Regions from separate parts of the Oryctolagus cuniculus genome. Here region 1 is linked to region 2. Evidence: chromatin contacts called from public Hi-C data. All regions are on one chromosome and are shown on one strand. The core of a region is the stretch at or near the end of the contact, and the rest is flanking DNA. Distances in the headings are between cores, read along the strand shown.

Evidence for each region. A called contact is a pair of places that touch in the nucleus more often than the background predicts.
Region 1: a Hi-C map of an unstated tissue shows a contact between it and region 2, with 2.0 times the contacts expected there. The contact joins the promoter of TMEM267 here to the enhancer-like site in region 2. A contact is called at or near these places in 2 of 6 Hi-C or Micro-C datasets (ear pinna and an unstated tissue).

What each region holds. Positions count from the first base shown.
Region 1 is chr14:69,002,583-69,006,935 of mOryCun1.1, forward strand. TMEM267 (transmembrane protein 267) reads right to left here and starts at 1,568. Exons shown (of 4, transcript XM_008262169.4): 1 at 1,192-1,568. C14H5orf34 (chromosome 14 C5orf34 homolog) reads right to left here. Exons shown (of 13, transcript XM_070056700.1): 13 at 1,724-1,786.
Region 2 is chr14:68,757,122-68,762,010 of mOryCun1.1, forward strand. All of the region lies in intron 1 of NIM1K (NIM1 serine/threonine protein kinase), which reads left to right. All of the region lies in intron 3 of LOC138845189 (a long non-coding RNA gene), which reads right to left. Among named protein-coding and RNA genes, the nearest start is that of NIM1K, 37 kb to the left of the region's middle. Within about 2 kb of position 1,925, at least 1 of the 8 cell types and tissues checked has an H3K27ac peak or open chromatin away from gene starts, as enhancers often do.

The DNA of each region.
Region 1 (4,353 bases), core at 318-2,817, 250 kb after region 2:
ACCCTGTCCCCATTAAAGCAACTGCCTTCAATTATTTGGCTTTCAGAGTGTACACAGAAGCAATCCCTCCGTTCCTTAACTCTACATACACATAATTACCTAGTCTCTAATTACACGCTATCACGAATTAGTTGGTAATAATCTCTTAGACCTTGTTTCTGCCAAAACAAATAAGAGTTAACAGATTCCCAAGGCAGACGTCATTTTCTGCTTCAGCATTGCCCCCTCCCCACAAATCTCACTAGTGACAGAATGTCTGCGGTAAAAGCAGTCCGAAGTCCACAACCTGCCTTTACGCTGCTTTACAAATAAGTCCTGTTTGCCGAACTGCAGTTGTGGTGAAACTTCCTCTGTTTAATTTCTTAATGCCAAGACGCCAAGTGTAACGCAGCCAACTGGCAGGGGAAGGAGACGCCAATCTTGCTCACCTTCCCTGAAACTTTTCACAGCCATCAGCTCTCCGCACACAAAATGTTTAGTTCCTATGACCCTCACGAATAAAACATATACAGTCCTGAATCGCAACATGTTTCTGAGACGATGCGATAGCTTTAAAGTGTCAGCTTTTAAAAAGCGGGGCAGAAAGCGCTCCTGTCTTGAGGGAAGGGCCCACGTAACGCAGCACAGCACTGAGACCTCTACAGATCCGGGGCGCGACGGGGTTCTTACACCTGTCGAGGACAGCAATGGGTCCTGCGGCCGACGCCGGACCCCGGCCCCGGGGCCAGGGAAACGCCGGCACCGCGGAGCCTAGGAGGGGGCTGGGAATCTAGGGGACCTGGAAGGCGGTTTCGAGGCGACGCGCAGCCCCCGGCAAAGCGGACGCTGCCGGCCCACAGGCCACGCACATCCCACTTGCTCCGGTTCCCGGAGGACACCATCCCCACCCGCAACGCGGACCTTCCAGACTTCAGACTCCCGTGGTCCCAGCCTCCGGCCTGCCCCCGGAGGCCACGGGCCGCGTCCACTCTCCGCCCGCCCCACCCCCGGGCGGAACGCAGCCGTACCCACCCTCGCTTCTTACGACTGGAGCGAGCCGCACCGCCAGCAGCAGCCACGCCCCTCTCCTCCGCCCCCCCCCCCCCGGGCCCGCACCATAGAGACGCAGGGCGCCGGCCAGAGCGGCTCCAGCCCGCAGCGTCGGCGAGAGCACGCCGGGATAGTGTCCCCCGTCCTCGTAGAAAGCGATACCTGAGTAGGCGTCGGTGGAACTTGTAGGTAGCGAGTTCCTTCCCGCATTCAGAGGAACCTTGGGATGGCGGGGTGAGAACTAAAAGCGCCTCGTTGGGTTTCTTTTTCTCAAATCCGAGGACACGCTTCTTGGCTCAGCGAGCGCGGAGCCACATAGTCGCCCGCGTCCCCACGAGGCACCCAAGGAGCGGCGGGGAAGCTGGGAGGGGGGATGGCGCCACCGAACGCGGGACTCAGGCGAGACTCCAGACCCTGGAGCTAGGAGCCACGGGGTTCGAAGCTGTAGAGCTATTTTCAGCTTCATTCATCGGGTCCTTCAGGGCACAGGCGGGGGTGGGGGACCCTCTGACCTGTCAGACCGGAAGCTCCTCAGTAGCGCTCCACTGCCCCCTGGCGGATTTCTTGGTAATTCTTTGTCTCGGCGCGAGCGGAGGTTGGGATAGCGGTGACAGGCCTGTGACACTTTATCATGATGAAAAAGCGTCTACAGACCGAGTAGTTTGATCCTAGTTCACTGGACTCACGGATAGCTTGTGTCATCGCACGGTGGCCGGGTCCCATTCCATCTCCCTGCCTCGGTGTGGTGCGTGCTAACCTAGAATCAGAGAGACCTCTAGTTTGGCGGTTGGCTCTAGGATACACTGGCCTAAGAGCCCACAGAGGAACATTCTTAACCCCTTCCTATGATAGGGGCCTTCCCAAAGAAGGGCCTTTCCTGGGAAGGGGTATGTGTGACCGCTTCAACTTGTTTTCTTGTAACATGTTTTTCTGCCAAGACTGGGCCATTTTCTGCCCATTGGCAGGAAGCTGGATGGAAAGCAGAGGAGCTAGGATCGGAACTGGCACTCCAAGTGGGATGTGGGTGTTGTAAGCCACTGTGCCACGCCCGTCACTGAATACAACTTTTTTTTTTTTTTTTTTTTTTTTTTTTTTTGACAGAGTGGATAGTGAGAGAGAGAGACAGAAAGGTCTTCCTTTTGCCGTTGGTTCACGCTCCAATGGCCGCCACGGCTGGCGCACTGCGGCCGGCGCGCCGCGGCTGGCGCACAGCGCTGATCCGAAGCCAGAAGCCAGGTGCTTCTCTTGGTCTCCCATGGGGTGCAGGGCCCAAGCACTTGGACCATCCTCCACTGCCTTCCCAGGCCCCAGCAGAGAGCTGGCCTGGAAGAGTAGCAACCGGGACAGAATCCCGCACCCGGACCGGGACTAGAACCTGTGTGCCGGTGCCACAAGGCGGAGGATTAGCCTAATTAGCCTCGGCGCAGGCCTTTGTTTTTGAATACAACTCTTGAGTGCTTTCATTCATGTTAAAGACAAATTTTCTCAGTCTGAATGCAGTAACTTTTTAGTACATGACTCAGTCTATGCCTTCTGGAGGGCCAACATAGATGGCCTCCTTTAAACTACAACAGATGTGTTCTTTTCTCTGTAGCCGAGTCTACTGCCTGAAGGCAGCGATTCCGTTAAGCAGTACATATCCGGTGGTTTCAGGCGGTAGGCTACAGAGTGATTTATGGAGCACGTGTTCTAGCCGTAAGACATAGCTGGACAGACTAGTAAGTACTGTAAAGGAAATAAATAGGATGATGTCATGAGAGTTGGGAGAAGCTAACTTTGGTCAAGTAGTAGGGAGGAAATACTGTTGGGATTTGAAATGTGAAGCAGCCCATTGTGAGAGGAACGGAAGTGGGCATCAGGCCCATTCAACTCAGTGACATGATCACTCCTGACCTATCACACTTCCGCTTCTTCCCGGTTTCCTCAGTTGCTTCTTCCTTTTCATGAGGAGAGTTTGGTCTTGTAAAGAAATCAGAAGTTAGAACATTTCTAATTGTATTTGGTATAATCCTGAAGTCTTTTTGGGTGTATGGTTTTGTTCATTACAAACTTACAATAGCACTTTTGGTGAGCTAATTTCTCCCAAGATTTTTCAGCTTAACTTAGTTTTCATATTCAAAAACAATGAGAGAATCTGGTTCATGAGACAGTTATATTTGCTAAAGTGCTTCTTAGTTTGTATTATTGCCTATGTCAGTTTTTTCCCCACTGAGATCTAGTTGTCTTTCACAGTTCTATTGGAAAATATTTGGATAAACTAAATAGCAAATGAGCAAATACACTATTCTAAATATTAAAAAAAAAAAAAAAACTTGAAGATTTATATTGATTGCTCCACAGATAAAAACAACAGCTTTAAAATTTTACAAGAGGGACCAGCATTGTGGTGTAGTGAGTGAACCCGCTGCCTGTATGGACGCTGGTTTGTGTCCTGGCTGTTCCACTTATGATTCAGCTCCCCACTAATGGCTTGGAAAAAGCAGCAGAAGATGGCCACTGCTTGGGCACACCCCAACCCCCAACACCCTCCACTCCCTACCCAGCCCCCCACCCCCACCACCATGCCCCAGCCATTGCGGCCATCTGGGGAGTGAAACAGCAGATGGAAGATTACTCTTGTCTCTCCCTCTTCTCTATAACTCTGACTTTCAAATAAATAAATAATTCTTAAAAAAAAACTTTACAAGACATTTTGATAAAATTGAAGAATTAAAGCAGTCCAAAATTTCCAAAGCTTTTATTAATATAAATGTGTATTTTAAAAATTTATAAATCATGTAAAATACCTCCAAAGTTAAATATCAGTTCTCATACAATCATTGTGCAGAATAAATGTTTACAATTTCTTGGCTTACTAGTAATTTCAAAGCCGGTTCTTGAAACAACTTCCTTAAAAAGAATATATTGTAATAATTCCATTTTTCACTTTTTAGAGTTTGATAGAAGGCAGTCAATATCCTGAAGGATTTCAGAGGTTTTTTTCAATGCGACTGATACTCGATTTTCATGAGGCTCTTCTGGAAAGGTTTCTGAAGAAGCTAGTGTGTAATGATCAGCAGACTGTTCGCTTTTCTGGTTCAGGATACTGCTGTTCTCCAGTAGCACTGAGTCACTTAGCTAAGGAGCTTTTTCCCGTGTTTCACTATGTAAATACTCTTGTTTTCAGAATCCCTGGCTTTCACGGTAAAATATTACCTCCATTGCAAGGCAGATTTCTTGGATCCACATTACAGTCGAGACTTTAGAATTATCAAGACCACCTTTTTTTTTTTTTTTTTTTTTTTTTTTTTGACAGGCAGAGTTAGTGAGAGAGACAGAGAGAAA
Region 2 (4,889 bases), core at 675-3,174:
AGCGAGTAGGCAGGCCAGGACAGAAGCTCTGAGACCACCTACAGAGGCTGCAGCTATAACTCCCTGTTAACCTGGTGGGGCTTGTCTGATGGAAAGTGAGTATGTTCTGGACACATTTTGAAGGAAGAGCATTGGGATTTGCTGACAGATTAAACATGAGGTATGAAAAGAGGAGTTGAGGTTTTTGTCTTCAGCCGGAAGGATGCGTTGCCATTTACCAAGATAGAGGAAATTGAGAGGAACACATCTGGGGGAGAGAACCAGAAGCTTGGTTCTCTTGACTTTAAAAGTAAACACAATATAAATTAACAACAGGGGTCACTGTGCGCTGACTTCCCATGCAGGACCTCTGTTCTCAAAGAGTTATATTATGAGAGTTAACAGTAAAAGTTGTTCTTAAAGATTTATTTTGTTTTAGTGTATTAAGTAGAGGATATTCTTATGTCTCATATGTTTTAGTTATGCCTAAGTGTTCCACTCCATTGCTTGTTTTCTTAGGTGCTTTTTTAATTAACAATGCAATTCATTCTCAAGGACTTAATTTCATTTGATGTATTAAGTGGAGGATATTCTTATGTCTCATAGTTACAGTTATGTCTAAGTGTTTGCAAAAGATTAATCATTCTTGGGTGCTTCTTTAAAGTTAATTTAATTTTAAAAGAAAATGAAGTGAAATTAACTTCAAGATGTAATAACTTTGAACAGCCCTTGTCTCAACAGTTGAGGAACGGTTTTTTGTATGCAAATTGTTGAACTCTTTACTTAGCATAGAGTTGGTCTTCTGTGTATAAAGTTAATGGAAAATGGATCTTAGCAGAGAATGGGGCTGGGAATGGGAGAGGGAGGAGGAGGAAGGGTGGGAGTGTGGGTGGGAGGGCGGGTGTGGTGGGAAGAATCACTCTATTCCTGAAGTTGTACTTGTGAAGTGCATGAAGTTTGTATTCCTTAAATAGAAAGTTTCTTTGAGGAAAAAAAGTAAACACGAGAGATTACTCTCCAAAGTACCGGGAACTTCCGAGGAGAACCCAGGTGTCGGACAGGGGAAACGATTACATCAGCGTCTGAGCTGTCCTGTTCTCAGTGGCTGGGAGGGCTGGCTGGGGCACTGGGAGGGTGGAGGAAGGACAGCTTGTAAGGAGGCTTCACTCCCACAGATGAATTAGAGAGCATCCAGATTGTGGGATCCCGGGCTCTGGTGCCTTGTTCTAGAGGGAGGCGAGACAGTGGGCTGGAGTAGTCCGAGAAGGCTTTTAGAAGGAAATGAGACAGGAGCCATCTTCACAGGACGGGAAGGCGTGGGCACAGAGGGAAAGAAACAACGTTGTGGGAATAAGTGAGTGCCTTCAGAACACAGAAATTCCATGCCTGGCTGGAAGAGTGGCTGGGGGAGGCTCTTAAAAGAGTTTGTTAGACAAAAATACAGAATTTGCACTTGACTAAGGGCAGCTGACAGTATTTCTTTTTTTTTTTTTTTTTTTTTTTTTTTTGACAGGCAGAGTGGACAGAGAGAGAGACAGAGAGAGAAAGGTCTTCCTTTTTGCCGTTGGTTCACCCTCCAATGGCCGCCGCTGCAGCCGGCGCACCGCGCTGATCCTGGCAGGAGCCAGGAGCCAGGTGCTTTTCCTGGTCTCCCATGGGGTGCAGGGCCCAAGCACCTGGGCCATCCTCCACTGCACTCCCTGGCCATAGCAGAGAGCTGGCCTGGAAGAGGGGCAACCGGGACAGAATCCGGCGCCCCAACCGGGACTCGAACCCGGTGTGCCGGCGCCGCAAGGTGGAGGATTAGCCTATTGAGCCACGGCGCCGGCTCAGCTGACAGTATTTCTTATATTGAAGCAGTAGAGGGAGATGAAAGTGTTAAACTCTCCTGAGTCCAGTCTTCCACATCAACGCCTACTTCTTTAAAACTCATTGCCATCCCAGTTGTCTTCTACCGCTTCTGTTGGAGTACGTTCAAATCCAATTCTGTAAATTGTTTGTGAAGGGAATAGAACACTGAGCTGCCAAAATAAAAAAAAAAGTACCACATTCACTTGTAACAAGTGAATCTACATACCATATTTTTCAAGTAATACTGCTAATCTAAATTGAGTTTGAAATCTTGATTGCATTTAACTTGGCCAAATTTGTTTTTCAGCATGGTTACGTGTGTGTGTTTGATAATGTGGATGCCGCAAAGGTCCAGAAGAGGGCAATGTGACACCTGGACTTCTGGATTTTTCTTCCACAAACATTTTGGAATTCATCCCACTTTTTAAAACTCCAACTCCCAGAAGGCCAGGGTAGAAATGTGTTGTGCACATCAGCATCCAACACTCTAACCTGCTAGGAAAGAGCCTGAGAAAGGGGAGGGGCTTGCTCAAGGGCACTGGAGCATTGAGTAGGAATGTCACAACCCTACCCTTGCACGACCCTAAGGTAGTACTTACTCCAAGATCCCATTTGGTTGTTTAATGTGGAGGAATCTCCCTCAAAAACAGTTTCCCAAACTTGGGTCATATATGGTAACTTTTAAAGGAATGAAATTCTCTGGTTGGGACATAGATTATTTTATTATAAGTAAATATAAATTAAAATTTTACATTAACGATACTGAAGAATGTAAAAATATAAAACCCCAGTCATTTAAAAAATTTATTTATTTGAAAAGCAGAGAGAGAGAGAGAGAGGCAAATAGAAAGAGAGGGCACTCCCATGTGCTGGTTCACTTCCCAAATGCCCACAGCAACCCGAGCTGGGCCAGACCAAAGCTGGGAACTCCATCCACATCTTTCATATGGGTGGCAGGAATCCAATTTCTTGAGTCATTACTACTGTCTCCTAGAGACTCTATGGGTGGAAGGTGGAGTCAGAGGTGGTGCACTCTGATACAGGATGCAAGTTTCTTAACTGTGAAGCTAAATGCGTATACCTAAAATTCTATTTAAAGTTCATTTTCCTTATAGCTTGTTTACAAGCATGAGAAAAAGAAAATTTGGCCAAGTTAAATGCAATCAAGATTTCAAACCCAATTTAGATTAGCCGTATTACTTGAAAAATATGGTATGAAGATTCACTTGTTACAAGTGAATGTAGTACTTTTTTTTTTTTTTTTTTGGACAGGCAGAGTGGACAGTGAGAGAGAGAGAAAGGTCTTCCTTTACCATTGGTTCACCCCCCAATGGCCAGCGTGCTGCGCTGATCCGAAGCCAGGAGCCAGGTGCAGGGCATCCTCCACTGCACTCTCGGGCCACAGCAGAGAGCTGGACTGGAAGAGGAGCAAACGGGACAGAATCTGGTGCCCCAACCAGGACTAGAACCTGGGGTGCCGGTGCCACAGGCGGAGGATTAGCCTATTGAGCCGCGGCGCCGGCCCAATGTGGTACTTTTACAAACGAAAGATACAGTTATTTGTGTCACTTTAAATCAAACTCCTTGGGGGTGGGGGCCTGGGTGTCTGCATTTTTAAAATAGTCCTTGGTGACTTGGGTGTGGATCGAGGCCGGGGATAACTGCTGTAAAAGAAAGAAGGGAAGATAGTGAGGAATGACTGCCGACCTCTCCTACACCCCCTTTCACTGCTCCCCGGTTCTGCACCACCTACTCCCTACCCCACTGCCACCCATTCGTTCAGTCTGAATTCTCCCAGGCCTCTCTCTATGCATGTACAGATACACGCTACATACCAGGGCACAAGAATGTCCTGACATGCAGCAGTGACTCCAGAATTTCTATCAGAGTGCTTCTTAGGATAGTCATACTAGTAGAAAGAGCATGAAACTGTGTTTTCTATGGCAATTTGCATTAATTTAAGAAAATATGTTTATTTAAATCAAAGAATGGAGTCTGGTGGAGAACTTTCTGTGGTGGCAGAGCTAAAGCCCACAGAAGCCACCGCTTTATTCAGCCCCCGCGAACATCGCCCTTCTCTCTCCGCAGTGCTTTGGGATACTGGCTCTGACACGCTGGTTCCATATCTATGAAGATTTAAAAAATTAATGTCAGTTCAGATTGTTATTACACATTTCTTACTATTTTTGTGCTTAATAACTTCTCTTTTGTCACTTGCCACCACCTCCTCTCACCTCTACTTCTGGGCAAATATTGAAGACTTCTCAGATCTGTTCCTTATTCTGTGTAAAGGGAACAATTACAGTGTACAGGATGGGGCAAAGTGGGTAAAGCTGCCGCCTGCAGTGCCGCATCCCATATGGGTGCCAGTTCGAGTCCCAGCTGCTCCACTTCTGATCCTGCTCTCTGCCATGGCCTGGGAAGGCAGTGAAACATGGCCCAAGTCCTTGGGCCCCTGCAGCCTGCCGTTGTGGCCAGTTGGGGAGTAAACCAGTGGATGGAAGACCTCTCTCTCTCTCTCTCTCTCTCTGCCTCTCCTCTGTCTCTGTGTAACTCTGACTCTCAAATAAATACATAAATAAATCTTAACCAAAAAAAAAAAAAAAAAAGCCAATGTATAAGAAGCTTTCAGTAAGACTTCAAATCCACTTGAACTTGTGATGCAAAAAGGAAGACCTTTTGTTCTGCAGCAACGTTTTCCTTATCCATGACGATTGCCCTGGAGCCGACTGCCACAATAGACTTTCTTGGGTTTTTGTTTTTCTCAAAATAGAACGGGAGGTTTTTCTAACATCCTGTAGGGCCATCACCCAAGATGAGCCCCTTACATCTGAGCTGAAGAAAGTTGGGAGCAGCAAAAGAGCAGTTTCTGCTTTGACTTGCAAATAGTTTTAATCCCCTAAAAATAAACTGTGAGCTGCAGATAGGCGCGCGTGTACTGAGTTCTCGAGCTGTTGCCCAAGTGAGTTATTTCTCAGGAGAAGAGAGCGGTCTTTTCCTCACTCACCGATGATACCTGCTTGTAACTTAATGCACGATTTCATCTGGGAATGAATTAT